Regions from separate parts of the Sus scrofa genome. Here region 1 is linked to region 2. Evidence: chromatin contacts called from public Hi-C data. All regions are on one chromosome and are shown on one strand. The core of a region is the stretch at or near the end of the contact, and the rest is flanking DNA. Distances in the headings are between cores, read along the strand shown. Region 1 holds the start of SSB (lupus La protein). Region 2 holds the start of BBS5 (Bardet-Biedl syndrome 5 protein).

The links. A called contact is a pair of places that touch in the nucleus more often than the background predicts.
Region 1: a Hi-C map of embryonic fibroblasts shows a contact between it and region 2, with 1.6 times the contacts expected there. The contact joins the promoter of SSB here to the promoter of BBS5 in region 2. A contact is called at or near these places in 2 of 5 promoter capture datasets (liver and skeletal muscle) and 2 of 47 Hi-C or Micro-C datasets (embryonic fibroblasts and heart right ventricle).

The regions. Positions count from the first base shown.
Region 1 is chr15:76,087,213-76,089,912 of Sscrofa11.1, forward strand. It overlaps SSB (lupus La protein), which reads left to right and starts at 1,375. Exons shown (of 12, transcript XM_001924998.6): 1 at 1,375-1,524.
Region 2 is chr15:75,849,422-75,852,142 of Sscrofa11.1, forward strand. BBS5 (Bardet-Biedl syndrome 5 protein) reads left to right here and starts at 1,439. Exons shown (of 11, transcript XM_005671912.3): 1 at 1,439-2,721. It overlaps LOC110257198 (a long non-coding RNA gene), which reads right to left. Exons shown (of 2, transcript XR_002339480.1): 1 at 2,704-2,721; 2 at 933-1,445.

The sequences.
Region 1 (2,700 bases), core at 125-2,624, 240 kb after region 2:
TGGGACATATGGAGTTCCCTGCCAGGGATCCAATCCAAGCTAGAATTGTGACCTACACAACAGTTGCAGCAACACAGGATCCTTAACCCACTGCCCTCCTGGGAGGGAACCGTCATCCCTGCGCATGGATGGAGGGAGAGGGGAGGAGGAGGAGGATGGCACATTCATCCTGTTGTGCCACAGAGGGAACTCCAACAAAAAGGAACATTTAAACTAAAATTATTGTGCAAAAAATGTACTAATAGGAAAAGTCTTTAGTAGAGGCAACAGATTTCCGAACTAGATAGCATTTTGGTCATCTAAAATGACTTTTTTTTTTTTTTTTTTTTTTTGTCTTTAGGGCCACACTCGCAGCATATGGAGGTTCCCAGGCTAGGGGTCGAATGGGAGCTGTAGCCACTGGCCTATGCCACAGCCACAGCAATGCCATATAGAAGCACATCTGTGACCTACACCACAGTTCTCCTCAACACTGCATCCTTAACTTCACTGAGCGAGGCCAGGATGGAATCTGCATCCTCATGGATACTAGTCAGAATCATTTCCACTGAGCCATGATGGGAACTACTAAAATGACAAGTTTTGTCCCCCCGCCCCCCCTTTTTAAGGCCACACCTGCTGCATATGGAAGTTCCCAGGCTAGGGGTCCAATCAGTCACAGCCACAGTAACGCTGGGTCAATCGGGTGTGCGACCTACACTCCAGCTTCGGGGAACACCAGATCCTCTAATCCACATCCTCATGGATACTTGTCGGGTTCTTAAACCATTGAGCCACAACGGGAACTCCTGTTTGTTTTAAATTAATATATGCTGCTTCTCTTACTATATGTCAGGCACAGTTCCTGGCAAGGTATATATGCTTTATCACATTTAATGCTCACAACTGTATGAGATACGTGATATTTATTATTTGCTCCATTTTACATGTGAGGGATAGAGAAGTTGAGTAAAGTGCCCAAGGTCACAGTCTGTAAACTGAAGAGCCTTTATTTGAATACAGGCAGTGTGATTTCAGAATTCCAGCTCTTGAACTCTCTATTGTTATCTCAACTCTAAAACTCCGTCTTTCCTTTTTTAAAAAATTTGTCTTTTTTTTTTTAAGGGAGAAAAATCACTGAAAATTTAAATAATTTTTAAAAGGATAGCTTCTAGGGGAAAAAAACAAACATTTTAGAAAACAGAGAGCCTAATGAAGGGCTGGAAATACAAATGCCATCCAGAAATACGTAAAAAGAAACATTTATCCTAACACCCTTCAATATCCGGCGGGACTTCCTAACCCAATCTCCTCGAACGGTGGGTGGGACTCCTGTGGCCTCGGGCCCGAGGCCCAGGCGCATGCTCAGAGCGCGGAACCGGCTCCGGCACGCCCGAAGCCCCGCCCACTCTGGCCGCAAGGGCTGCCGGGACGGCCCCCATCTTCTTTACGCGCGTCGGGCATTTGGCGGCGTTGGGAAGTCCGGACGTTGCTGTCGCTGTTAGTGACCCTGTGGCGCGGCTGTGTGGGACCGGGAACTTAAAGGTGAGCAACTCCCGGTAGCTAAGAGATGAAGGTACAAAAGGGTCTGCTTTGCGTGGCGCGCGACGGCGCGTTCCCTTTCCTTGCTGCCTCACGCTGGGTGCGTCCGCCCCTCGCCTTCCTCGCGTTCGGGGCGAGCGCCGCGTGGGCCGCAGCCGGAGGCGGCGCGCTGAGCTGGTGGCGGGGCGGCGGGGGGAGGTGCGCAGGCCATCGCGAGGTTCGTTCCTCGTAGGAGCAGGGGGAGGTTTCCCGCACTTGACTGGGGCCCAGGCGATCCAATGGTTGCTTTGGGACGCGGCGCTCGCGCGTTCTTTGGACGCGGGCTGCCCGCCTCCCCCACTGCATCTTTAAGGTTTCGTACCTCCACCGCTTTCCTGTGTCGCCGAAAGCAGATGTTCGACTGTGTAAGTTTGTGGGAAGGTTGGCGTGGGTTAAACGCCGACGGGTTTTTTGGATCATGTGATACAGACTGGAGGCCGAGGAATAGGGGCCGCAGGCGTTCCCCTGGCGTCCCTCTTGGATTTTTATGGTTCTCATTGACTCACAAAAAGGCTTCGGGGGGAAATTGGAAAGTGTGGGTAAATGTTACACTTTTAGTTGTACATTCTGGGAAGGTATCTCATGAAACGAAGTTCCAAAATTGGGTAGGCCCAAGAAGTCTTACGAGGACTAAATAGTTCTTTTATCTCACCCTTTTCTTTGTAGGGGGCCCTACATCACGGTAATAGCTTAGAAATTGTGGTCGACAAACCAGTTCATAAGATTGATCATATTTTGTAAAGAAATGTTGCACCGTATGAGATTTTCCATTGTGCATCCAGGTTGTTGCATAGCAATTATAGTATATAAAATGATGCTTCCAAGAAGTGTACCAGTCACAGTTCATCGTTAGAGTTGATCAATGGCAGATATCCTTGATGAATCCTTATAAATACACTATTGAACATTGTATTTCGATGGTTTGGTAGAGCACTAGAAGCAAGTAATTTGAAGTCAGAAGACTTTGTTATTCCTAGCAAACCAACTTCACAGTTGGTATTGTCCGGGATTTTTTTTTTCCTGCAGTGTTATTGTCGGGGATGTGAAACAGGAAACTGGCTGTAAGATTAACCAATATATTAGAAAATTAATAGGCATACTCCTAGTTTAATGTTGTATTAGTGTCCCCAGGCTCTCAAA
Region 2 (2,721 bases), core at 189-2,688:
GTATGTATACCATGGGAACCTTAGAGGCCACCTAGAATTCTGGCTATGGTCCTCGACAATTCATGACTCTCCCAAAGGGAAAAAAAAACCGTTCACTCCTTTCATGGTTCCCCTCTCATCACATTATAGCATCAGCTCAGACGCCAAGATTTCATCATCTAAATCATTTATATCTGAGCAAATGAGGCTCCTGACTGTATTAAGAGCAGTTCCTTGAAGCACGATGCCCCTTGATGACCTGTGAAACTAAAGAGACTGATGATCCCAACATTCCCATCATTCAATGGTGGGACAGACACAGGACAACATTAGAGACATTCCAGTTAAAAAGTGGGGAAATGGAAGGTACAAATGAGTCACTGGCATATAAAAATTCTGACATCCATTCTGGCAAATGTTGGACTTTTATTAAATTTTAAGATCTGGGAATTAATCTTTCATGGCTCTTAGCTATGCCCTCTAGGCTCTTGCTTCTTTCCTCAGAATCATCTTTCCTTTTTCTTTTCTTTCTTTCTTTCTTTTTTTTTTTTTTTTTCCCTTTTTCGGGTTGCACCTGCAACATATGGAAGTTCATGGGCTAGGGGTCAAATCAGAGCTGCAGCTGAAGCCCACACCACAGCCATGGCAAGACTGGATCTGAGTCGCATCTGTGACTTATGCTGCAGCTTAAGGTAATACTAGATCTTTAACCCACTGAGCGAGGCCAGGGATTGAACCTGCATCCTCATTGATACTAGTAGGGTTCATTACCAATGAGGCACAGTGTGAACTCCCCATCTTTCCTTTTTCATGAAATGTAGTATATGTTTGCAGGTAACTTTATCAGCCTGCTTCCTACCAGTAGAATTTTGCTGGATTTAATAACCTCTGCCGTTTGTTAAAGTAGCACAACACTCCTGATACCAATATCTGTCTTAGATTTTTTTTATTTCTTTTTTTTTTTTTTTGTCATATTGCAGCATATGGACTTCTCTGGCCAGGGATCAGATCCAAGTCATAAACGGGGCAAGGCCAGGACCTTTGATCCCAGCTAAGGATCAAACCTGCATCCAAGCGCTCCAAAGACACTGCCTATCCAGTTGCACCACAGCAGGAATGCTCATCTTAGTTTTCTATTGCAGTATTTAACAAATGACCACATCTTAAAACAACAGACATTTTTTATCTGCGTTTCTATAGATCAGAAATCCAAGCATGACTTACCTGGGTTTTTTGCTTAGGGATACAAACTGGCTGCAATCCAGATATTTCCTGGGGCTAAAGCTTCATCAGAAGTTTTAATGGGGAAAAGATCTGGTTCCAACCTCATTCAGGTTGTTGGCAGATTTCAGGTCCTTGCACCTATACAACATGAGGCCACTGGAGTAAAGGAGGTCTCACAGCAGCTGGCTTCTTCAAGGAAAACAAGAGAGTCTCTCTTGCTCAGTCAGCTGAGATCCAGTCTTCTATAACATAGTATAAAGGAGGGAAGGATATTCCATCACTTTTACATCCCATCATCCTTTTTATATATTATTGGCTAGATGCAAGTCACAGGTTCTGCTCACATCCAAGGGCAGGGGACTATACAAGGGCATGACTCACTGGGGGCCACTTTAGTATGTGTCCACCACATGTTCCTTTGTCTCAGTTACACTCTTCAACCTGAGAAAAACTCCTCATGCCTTTCATATTAGTAGTATCCCATCTTTGGCACAGAGACTGATACACAGGAGCACCAGAGAAATTAAAGCTGCAATTATCAAGCTTTTTATCTCAGGACCCCTTCATGCTGAAAGAGCTTTTGTTTATATAGGCTATACCTACTGATATCTATTGAGCTATTTAAAAATTCACCGAATTCATTAAAAAGTAAAAATAACCTCACTATAAATGAACATGTTATATTTTCACATATTTTTCAAAAAATCTGTGAGGAGAGTAAGATTGCTTTACATTTTTGCAAATCTTTCTAATGTCCAGCTTACTGTTAAGACAGCTGTCTTCTCATTTCTCTTCCACAATCAATTCCACATCATATGGCCTCTGAAAAACTCCTCTGTATTGTATATGCAAAGATTGAGAGTTAAAAAGGCAAATAATGTTATTATGAATACACTGTGACCTTGTCAGCACCCTGCAAGGATCTTGAGGACCTCCTGGAATTCTCGGATCACACCTGGAACCACTGGTTTAAAGTGTCCCAAGCTGAGGAAAGGACGGCACTTTGATTCATTCAAAAAGTACTCATTGAGTGCCTACTCTGTGCTGGGCTCTGCTCGAAGGGAACTAGCTCCAGCAGGCCCCGTCCTCGGGGCACTTAGTAGAAGAAAGCTTAACGACCGCTTCAGTTCACTTCTGAGGGGAGACTTGAGTGATAAAGGACCGCCATGCAGAGATCTGGAGAAACAAGAGTTCCAGACAGAGAAAGAGGCCTCTGAGTCCAGCCGGGGTGGAGAGTGGGCAAAAGGCGCGAGGACTCCAAAAGGTGGGCTGGGCCAGTTGAGGAATTTAGTTTTAAGTCTAAATCTTAGCAGCAAGGAGAGATGTAGGGAATGAGTGGGGCAGCATAAGGAGGCGTGCCAGGAGGCGAGGAAGGTCGCTCATAAGTCAAGCACCCGCTCCTGAGAGCTGGCCAGCTACGCTTCCCTGAGTCGCACAATCTTGCCGAAAGCCTCAAATCGGCTTTACCAGTCGACTAGGGCCGGAAAGCGCGCAGACTACCTGGAGGAATTTTGGGCC